3 separate regions of the Rattus norvegicus genome follow, and all the other regions are linked to region 1. The links are chromatin contacts, called in public Hi-C maps. All regions are on one chromosome and are shown on one strand. Each heading gives the region's core, a stretch centred on a gene start, on an enhancer-like site or on the middle of the called end of the contact. The rest is flanking DNA. Distances are from core to core; before and after follow the strand shown. Region 1 has its middle 230 kb from the start of Ets1. Region 2 has its middle 23 kb from the start of Kcnj1. Region 3 has its middle 500 kb from the start of Ets1.

Region 1 (3,249 bases), core at 524-3,023:
CTACCTGGAGTGGTGCTGGAGAACTCACCCTGGAGATGTGCATATGGGAGAGTTAAGACAGGCTGACCAGCTCAGCTACCTCCTAGGCCCAGACACAAGGCTCGACACTGGCTCTATATCATCTGCAAATGACTGGGATGCATGAAATGGCCAGTCCTGCTGATCCAAAGCTACAGCCTCTCCAAGACACAAGGCAACAACATGATAACTGGGTAGAGCCCCGATGAGGATCCAATATTGATGGTGTCACCGAAACCAGAAGTCTCAAGCCCGACCAATGACTCGTTGAAATGAACGTTTGCAAATGAAGACGCGTGGACAGAGGGATACAGTGTGGGACACACTGACATGAATACAGCTTCCATGATGATGTGTTTGTTTGTTTTTTTATTTGGGGGAAGGTTACAGGGTGAAAGGTGGGGTTATGAGGGGACAGGAGATGAGCAGAACTGGGGTGCATGATGGGAAACTCACAAAGAACCGATGACAACTTTTTTTAAAAAAGACAGAAAAGAAAGAAAAAAAAACAATTCAGTTCCTTGCCATTTCAGCTCAATAATTTTGTCTCCTCCTCAACTAATGCCCTGCCCTGCCCTCACCTATGAGAGCCTCCTGTATATTGAACAAGGAAGGCATTTGCCACCAATACTGCAACCTGACATCTAGAGTCTTAAAGCCTCACAGGCTTTCTTCACACTTAAAACGATCTTCAAAACCACTGTTCAGGGTCTTCAATCGAACACAGCATGCACTTGTTTTTTGTTTGTTTGTTTGTTTGTTTGTTTGTTCTGTTTTTCTTGGGTCTGGAGACTGAGCATGGATCCTGAATATGTAAGACAGGCACTTTATACACTGCGCCATCTTCTGAGCCCAACACCCATGCCTTTGTTTTCCATGGTAGCAAAGGCAAAGAAACCGATACATTCTGGAAAATCTACCTTAGTGGATTAAATCATCGTTTGATGTTTACAGGCTCAGTGTGAGTATGTTAAGGGTGGTGGGAGCATTCCAGTCTGCCCACCAGGGGCTGCTAGACATCAGATAAGTTCTAAAGAGAATGATGTGAAAATGGTAAATGGGAGCTGAGAGAAAGGCAGTCAAAGAAGAGGCTGTTGCCCTGGAAAGGCAAGTAGCCCTTCAGCAAAAGAACTCATAATGAACCATTGTGAGCTTAGCTGCAGTGTTTGTGAATGGAATGCTTTCTGTTGAATGAATGGCTGCTGTTCTATAATTCACAAAGTCTGACTCAAAACAGGCCGGGAGGTACGAGCATGTCTTAAGTGTGCACTGCACACGTTTCCCGTCCTGTCACCCACAGTCACTTGGGTTTACTCTGTAGCTCAGACGTTAGTAAGCCACAGCCAGGTTATAGGAGAAATCCAGCCATCTATAACCTAACCAGATAATTGTCTGCCACCTCTTTTCCACGCTGATAAACGTTCCAACTGGAGGACTGAGCTCTCCTGGCCAATGAAGATTCCTTCAATTAGAGCTTCCTTTCCATCGGGAAATCGCACGGCACTCAGTTTTAGAATCCTCACATTCAGAGACCTAGAAAAGTTCATTTAGTTTTTTCTTCTGTTTCCTTCGTGAAGAAGGCTCATCAAATTCATAGGGAAATACGATAAAACAACCAATGATTCCAACTTTCAAAGACAGACACACTGCTTTGTGCTTCTAGTCCTATGTGCCTGTGTCCCTTACATTTATGAAGTCTCATGCTGCCTTGCCACTGCACCCACAAGCCCCTCCTCTTAATCTGTCCTCTCCAAAAGCAGCAGTACGGCTGACCCTAATTCTGTGACGAGGTGCACAGTACACAGTGTTCCCTAACAGCGCGCATGCAGATTCTCTTCAGGGAATAGACTTTATGTAAACAGAGATATCCAGAAGTTACATTATAGCCTCATTCTTGAGATAAACTTCTGCTTAATCACTGATCCTTCCAGGAATAAGAAAAAAGATGCAAATAAATCGCTCTGCTATTCGTAAATTTAATATTTAATCTTCATTTTCTTCTCGTGCTGGGAAGTCTGTCACAAAAGAGAGAATGGAGAGCAGAGGAGGAACTAGGAACAAAACAAAGAAAAATACTTTGTGTCCCAGTTCCCCACAAGTCTCCTAAGCCTGGCTTTAGACTTGTCTTCCTAATCGAGACGCTAGAGGGAGTCAAACCCAGGAATCTGCAGACGATCCCCCAGCTGAACAGCAAGGGCTGCTGTTACACCTTTCTCTTTAAACAACTGCTCCTTAGCTTGCTTGGCCCAGAAAAACGCCCAATCTGGAGTGCCGTGCCTTTCTTACTCTGAGGTTACTATTTCTAAAAATAGTTTTCTGAAAAATCTCTCTAGTGGGCTGGGAAGCACGCAAGTAGAGTGTGGGGTCCGGAAGTGCACGGTTCTGCTTCAGCAGAACCCTGCAGGCTGGGGGTAGGACAAGAACTGTAGCCAAGAGCACCAAAAGGGGTCGTGCCCTAGATTGAGAGTGTGCCTTTGGGGTTCAAACAGGCTATTCTCACTGGCCCTTGAGGAAGCAAAATGTTGGCTGTGAGCTTGGAGCCCCGAGGTGAACGCCATGCAGCTCCTAGACCTGACTTCCCCACCACACACAAACCACACAGAGCACAATGGTGCTGCACAGGACCCCGGTGAGTGTCACCTCTAAATGATACAGTGGCACATGAAGGAGGTTTTTACGCACCTCTGCTGGTCTTCCAACCACTCAGTGTTTCGAGAGTGGCATGGGCGTTAGAGAGAATTCCAGATACGGTCCAAGATGGGAGGAGACAAAGCCAGGTTGGGGATTCCACCCATTTTCTCTCTTCTGGTTTTGTCTCTGGTCACATTTCCAATTCCTAGGAGAATAGTACCACTAAGTTTGGAGCCCTTTTGGTTTTGTTTGGATTTGCCCTAAAAATCCCCCAAAGGCCAAAAGTAGAGAACTCCTCTAGTGTTCTGGCCCTTTGGGGTGTGTATGGGGTGGGGAATACTTTGGGCATTCTTATTTTGGATGTCTCCAAACCGTACAAAGCAGAGACCCAGCCTTGCCTCCCGTTTTCTTCTGTTACCAGATTTGGCGGATGTTAAAGAGTTAAATTTAGCGTCCTTCAATGTCTTGAGGAGGCCTCTAGGAGCATGTGTGTGTCAGGCTTCAGCATTTAAGTCTTGGGTACACAGCGGTCACACAAAGCTGAAGGAGTTCAACTACCTGCCTGAAACAGACTCCAGGTCAGGCCCAGAGCTATTCCAG
Region 2 (3,249 bases), core at 478-2,977, 510 kb after region 1:
TCATCAGGTGGATGAATTCATCCATTTGAGGAGCTACTACAAACTACTGTAGGCTCACTGGCTTATAAGCAACAGAAATGTGGTGTTCACAGATCTAAAAGCCAGAAGTCCAAAGTACCAGCAGATTTGCCGTTGATAGGGAACTCACTGTTCATTCCTGATTTGCAGGTGGTCCCTTCTCATTGTCCTCTCACACAGTTCCAGGCAGCAAGCCGATTTCTATATATAGAAAGTTATAACATGAATGTTACAGGGAGAGGGGACATGAATATTCAATGTATAGCAGAAATTTAAATTCCTTGGTGTCAAAATATTGTCAATACCCAAAGGAAGTTGTATTTTCAATATCTGTTGCTTTGAAACATTTTCAGAAGTCAAAAAACACTAGAAGTTTAAGGACATTTAAAGTGATCATAGCTTTTTCTAATCAATAATATCTTCATGCACCTGGGGAGTGAGCCCAACACATGAGTTCTGCCCATCGTAAATGAATGAAGTGTGGTTTCATAAACAGAATATTTGCAGTCAAAACCAAGTGAGAGAAAAGGATCCAGAATACCAGGGAAGAAAGGAATATCCACTAATCCTAAGAAAAGCACAACCAGAGAGCAAGGTATTATTTGTGGATATTTTAAAAACCACTGTGAGTCAAAAAATCACTTTTAAAAATTGCGTCTGCGTTCAACCTGTGGACATTTATTACCCCTAAATATAACTTCATTATGATATATAATATTTATAAACATATATAAAGCATTATTTATACATATAATATTCCCTTATCCCCTAAATAATGTAGTGTAACAATAATTTCCACAGCCTTTACATTGCATTGCTCAATAGAAATAACTTAGAGTGATTTAAATATATAATGCATAAATTACGTAGAAGCACCACGCCATTGTACATAAGGGACTTGAGCATCCAGGGGGTTGGGTATCCCGTGACTTCCTGAAACCAATACCCTTCAAATTGCAAGGTACAAATATAGATTTTTTTTAAAAGTTATTTTTAGATTTTCTTGTCTTACTTTATTTTCTGTACATAGGTGTACATGCATGTAAGTATGTGTACAATGTTGAGTGCCTGGTGCTAAAGGAGGTCAGAAGAGGAGAGTTAGATGCTCGTTACTGGAGTTACTGATCATGAGTCACCATGTGGGTACTGAGAAGTGAACCCCGCCCCTGTGTAGGACGTGCCCTCGACAGCTGAACCATCACATCTTCAGCCTGCTTTCTACGAGAAAGCTTGGACCCTGAGGAGTTGCTGTCACATACCACTTTCCCTTGTGTTTCTTTACTAATAACCACCATGCAAACACGTCGCTTTGAAAACTGCTGGGAAAGTAAACTTCGGAAGAATGTGCTTGGGGACACGGTCTGTGAGCATGGCGTCTGCTGCCAGCCGGCATCCTGCACCTTCCTGTGGTCTGACTCTTCACAGAGGTTCCTTTATGTCATCCGGAGAGGGGGCTTGCATCTAGAACTCAGGAGGTAGCAAAGAGGAGATGGAGTGTCCGCAGAGACCAGGGGCGAGGGCTTAGACTAGAGAGGGGCAGGAGTCAGGTTCTGGTGAGCACAGAGGCTTCACTTTTATTCAAGAAGGCCTCTGTGGTTTGTGAAAACACACACTGAGCATTTCATCACTAGAAGGCCGCTGAAAAGGATACTGCGTGCCTTCAGCCATATCCTCCACCCCCAAAGGATTAAGAAAGGTCAGCTGGTTTGAATACTACAAATCCCAGGTTCCCTGGGAGGACGGCCTCTTCGGAGAGGAAGTGGTTCAGCCAGGCAAACCTCCAGGGTCTCAGCCAATTGAGAAGGAATATGAAGGGAAGTTTTTGAAAGAAATGGGGGCTCACGTCTGGGGTCTGTCTCCCTCTTTCACTCCTACTTGGCCTCCTGTCTAATCGTTGCAGTCTGTCTGAGCTGGCAAATTCCTAAGCACATAGTCAATTTACACTTAGCTTAAAAGCTCTAGGGGAAAACACATTTCCAGTGAGAGCGCTCACTTACCTACAATTGCTAGATTAACCTTCTGGGTTTTTTAACCCAGTTAATGCATGTGTTTTCTTAGCTGGAAGAGAGAGATAATTTGGGGAGATTAAACGAGTGTGGATATAATCCCAGCAACCCTGCGCTCAAATTTTAAATACTTTCATCTAGCAGGCAAATTATTAATACCTACTGACCAGGGAGCTGAGTAACATCTCCTGCCAATGATCCTGTGAAGCAGCAAAGAACAACATGGAGGTCCACTGCAAAATGCTACACAGGAAGCGTGTGTGTGTGTGTGTGTGTGTGTGTGTGTGTGTAGACATTGTCACCTGCTAGATTTCTTAAGGGACGTTATTAAAACTGTACTAGTTGATAACCACTCTGTCTAGGCACTTAATGTAGACTTTTAATTTATGGTCAGGAAGGTGGGTGTTTTTTTTTTCAAGTGAGTGAAAAGAGAGTGTAGATCGAGTTTTCCAGAGGATATTCATATTTCTGTAGTGCCCTGTGTGGGTTCTTGTCCTTCACTGGTTCCGTGTGGTCACCTCAGGTCAGTAGAGCATGAAAGAGGCTTCAGGGGCTTTAACTAAGAGAACGGCCTAAAGGGAAGCTAGAAATGGGCTTTGTCAGAAATACTGAATAGATCGTTAAATTGGCTAAGAAGTTGGCAGGTGGGATTCTCTGCCTTGATAACCTTGTGTCCAACACTATCACGGACCTACAGTTCCTCAGAGGCCTCATGGGAGGTGGGACATACGTCTCTTGTTTGCCACTGTGGTGACTCTGGATCCCAGCAAGTGGTCAATTGTAAATGTGGAGTGAAGCAGAAGAAAGGATCCATAGTCAGCAAGACTGGGTTGTGAATCCAGCTGTCCCTCCCCGAGTTATGAACTCCTGTCTCAGGTTCACTTCCTCAGGGGTAAAGCAAGGACTGTTGTGTACCATCGTTCAAGGCTATCAAAGAAGTGATGTAAGATCGTGTAAGTGTTCCCCGTTTAAAAAAAGATACTGAACTTCAAAATATTACATGAAGTCTTAGTAGACTGGTGCTTCCTTTGATCATTAAAAACTTGAAATGTGGCTCTGGTCCCCCTGATATAATATAGAGTTAAGTTAGGAGCTGAGAAAATGGCACAGTGGATAATGTGCTTGCTGGGCAAACATTAGGACCTGCATCCTGATCCCGAGCTCACACTTAGGAAGCCAAGCTGGATATCTGTGTCTGTAATCCCAGCAATGGTGGGGCCGAGAC
Region 3 (3,249 bases), core at 428-2,927, 270 kb before region 1:
ATGATGAATTATCAGAAAAAAAATGGTGATCATTAGGGTATACAGGTCAAAGAAGGAGCGAGAACAGGACGATGTTCAGATTCCTGATACAGGTATGATGCTGGCATCATTTGCCAAGGAACGTGTTCAAGAAAACTGTAGAGTTGGTGAAGTGACTGAATTTGTTTACCAGTAGGTTTGAGCTGCCCATGGGATGCTGTCAGCCTTGCCGACAGTGCTGTGGTAACAGGTAAGAAGAGGAAGAGTTGCAAAGGAAAAGGGGATGTCAGTCTGCAGACAAGAAAAGAGAAGCCAGCACAAACTAAAAAGCACTCAGGGAATGAGGTCAGTCAGATAGGGGAGAAGGCGCATAATCAGCAGCAGTAATGAGAAGCATTCGCAGAGAGCACATGCAAATGCCTTAAACCTTGAAGAACCCATTTCACTGTCTTTCTTTTATTTCATTTATCCATATATATGTAGGATCCAGCTGTAACTTAGGGGCATTTTGTACAGTGCAGGCCTTAGCAGGATACTACTCATACAATAATTCATCAACGAATGTGCTGTGATTGAATCCCTGGCCATAATACCATGGGTCATTCAGTGAATCCTTAAGATGTTATTTCACTGACTAGGTCTTTTTAAAAAAAAAAACGAGAGCCAGGGTAGACATGAAAAGGAATTCAATGCAAGAGGCTACAAATCAAAAGAATAAAAATTACTTTAGATATTCATTGTTCTATAGAACTTTTTTTGTAAAGTCTTCACCCACTTTTCTGTCCCTTTGTAGTGTCTTCTTGGAATAGCTTACTCTAGTGTATTCCAGAAGAGTCCATCAAGGCAGTTTGTGTGATTCTTTAAAGAGCACCAAAATCCTCCCTCAAACGTGAGCTCTTTCAGCTGGTTTGGGTATTTCTAGCCGAGCCCAGGTTCTCCACTGCCTTGTTCACCAATTCCCCCCTTCTACTTGTTCTGACAGTAAGGTTATTTACTTGCAACTGTTTAATATAAGGTAAATCACAGCACCTTTCTGGGCCATATTTTCTCCTGTAGATGAATTGAAAAGATTATTCAATTTGTGTTTATAACTACCTCAATGCTTTTTCCTCTACCCCAAAATATTCGCAGTGGGGTCTGCCCAGACTCTGGCTACTACCTCTGTGCCCTGGGCACGGCTTCTCTTCTACTCCCTCCCCCACAAGTCACTCTTGCTGCCTAGGTTCATTCATCTCCTTGGGGTTGGGGGTTGAGGGACACATATCAAGCATCTTTGAATCTCCATTGACTTCTGTAATGGCTGAGGCTCAAAATAGTGCTCCACAGTGCTCCACAGTGCTCCACAGATGCTCTGGAGCAAAGATGGTTGAGAAGAAAATTATTTGAACATTTAGTCCGACATACACTGATTCAAGGTGCCAGGTTGAATCTGTACGTTGTTCTTGCTGGTGTGAACAGGAGAGCCTGCCAAGGGTCTGAAACTCATTGTTTGCCTCTTTATAACGCAGAACTTCTCTGAAATGTGATGGATACTGTGCCTCCGTTTAGAGGGAGAGATGAAGAAATAAGTCAAAGAATCTTTTGGCACGTTCTTTAGGGACTTTAGGAAAGAATTCTCATCTTTCCTAGTGTTTGGGGCCTGTGGTAAGTAGGGGCTTTATCAGTGCCAAACAGTGAGTCAGGGAATGGGTGGCCCATTCTGTGGTTTTCAGTGGGAGGTGGGGTGTGTGGGGGAATTTTAATATCTCAGACTGTCCTGTTTATGTACATTCTTAGGAAGCCAATTACAAGGGTGTGTGAACTTTAAAAACCCCTCTTCTCAAGAGTTGACCCAAGCAGGGCCTGTGCCCTGTGCCTGAGTATGGAGGGACTTTCCAGGATAGTCCTCAAATACAATAATGTCATTTTTCTTGAATTTTTTCTAAGACCTGAGTCCAAAACAGCCTGTGGCCTCTATCCATCACTTCTAAGTTAGCAGTAAAGACACCCTTGGAAAGACTTACGCTCTCTGAGCCAAACCACCAACAACTGCTCTTTCACAAAGGCTTCCTGGCCTAACCTACATTCTGCTAACCACACTGGCAATGCTCTGCAGTACTGTACTGCAAGGAGGCCATCTTTCCGGGCGTAGGTATTTGAGACAGACACTTAGAAGAGCAATTTTAATGCGCAGATTATAATTTGTGGAGCTTTGAATGTGGGTTGTGACAGAGAGGGCACTAAAAATGGGTCATGCGTGGTTTGTTTTTATGGGACCAAGAGGGGAAATTGTGAGAGAGGATTTTATAAAGAACAATTTCTAGGTAATATTTTATGGATCTCTCTCATTCAGATGCTTATTAGCAGTTGTTAAATCTGTGTCTTCTCCTTCCGTATTGCTTGGTATATGCCATACTGTCCATCACAGTGTGCTCTGTTTGACTCAGTAATTAGATGCCAGTTTTCCCTACTAGGCCTATTATGTCAGGAATTACCATTCATCTATCTGCAGCTCTTCCACAATAGCTACAATTGTGACCGTTAGCTTTCCCTTGCTTAATTGCTTTGCTTTGCCTGAGTAACTTCATAATCTAGATAGAGCTAGTACAAAACAATATTAGTGACACTTATGATAAGGAGACAATGAGTGAAACTAGCAAAATGCAGGGGTTACACAGTGATCATTTCTGTGTTATTTATGAGCAGCTTTGGTTGATAGTTGAGATTTTTATGACCACCAGGCAATTATTGCCATTTGAATTTTCGCTTCATGACATGCCAACTATGCAGAGGAAAAGAAGGAGAAGGAAGGCGAGGGAGGAGAAGGAAGGAAAGCAAGATTACACATACACCTCCCTTACATACAATAAGTAAGGACTTCTTTTGTGTGCAGGGTAAAACCAGGGTTTCTTCCTTCTGATGGGTAGAAATCCAAATACCCAGACAACATACAGAATAGACATTGACCTGTGCGATGGGTTGAGAATCCAAGAATCTCAAACAACTGGCTCTGGAAGAGCATGTGTTGAAATAACATGTTGTTTTAAGAGTTTTCAATAGGAGGCTAAGATTTCAAAACATCTGAATAACTTCCTTGCTATAAAGTGTCTAGGTTTAAAATGTGAAGCTAGATAAGTAGCAGGAGCTTCCAAGACAAGAAATTCATTCAACTTAGGTACACGACTGCTGATCAACACTGAAGTTAGAAATGTTGCAGAAAGGCCAACTCTGGGCTGCCCATTTCCAGTGAGAATAGCTTTGAGTCACACCCACTTTTCAAATCAAGAGATA

The links. A called contact is a pair of places that touch in the nucleus more often than the background predicts.
Region 2: a contact with region 1 is called in a Hi-C map of the A7r5 cell line, with 6 times the contacts expected there. The contact joins two enhancer-like sites. A contact is called at or near these places in 8 of 12 Hi-C or Micro-C datasets (the A7r5 cell line, the Rat2 cell line, Schwann cells and 5 more) and 1 of 1 datasets of contacts at active chromatin or transcription factors (oligodendrocytes).
Region 3: a Hi-C map of Schwann cells shows a contact between it and region 1, with 9 times the contacts expected there. The contact joins two enhancer-like sites. A contact is called at or near these places in 5 of 12 Hi-C or Micro-C datasets (the A7r5 cell line, the Rat2 cell line, Schwann cells and 2 more).

Annotation. Positions count from the first base shown.
Region 1 is chr8:39,591,820-39,595,068 of GRCr8, reverse strand. No RefSeq gene overlaps it. Among named protein-coding and RNA genes, the nearest start is that of Ets1, 230 kb to the right of the region's middle. Within about 2 kb of position 1,773, at least 29 of the 93 cell types and tissues checked have an H3K27ac peak or open chromatin away from gene starts, as enhancers often do. A contact at or near this core is called in the A7r5 cell line and Schwann cells, where this site is marked.
Region 2 is chr8:39,083,374-39,086,622 of GRCr8, reverse strand. No RefSeq gene overlaps it. Among named protein-coding and RNA genes, the nearest start is that of Kcnj1, 23 kb to the right of the region's middle. Within about 2 kb of position 1,727, at least 2 of the 93 cell types and tissues checked have an H3K27ac peak or open chromatin away from gene starts, as enhancers often do. A contact at or near this core is called in the A7r5 cell line, where this site is marked.
Region 3 is chr8:39,864,794-39,868,042 of GRCr8, reverse strand. No RefSeq gene overlaps it. Among named protein-coding and RNA genes, the nearest start is that of Ets1, 500 kb to the right of the region's middle. Within about 2 kb of position 1,677, at least 9 of the 93 cell types and tissues checked have an H3K27ac peak or open chromatin away from gene starts, as enhancers often do. A contact at or near this core is called in the A7r5 cell line and Schwann cells, where this site is marked.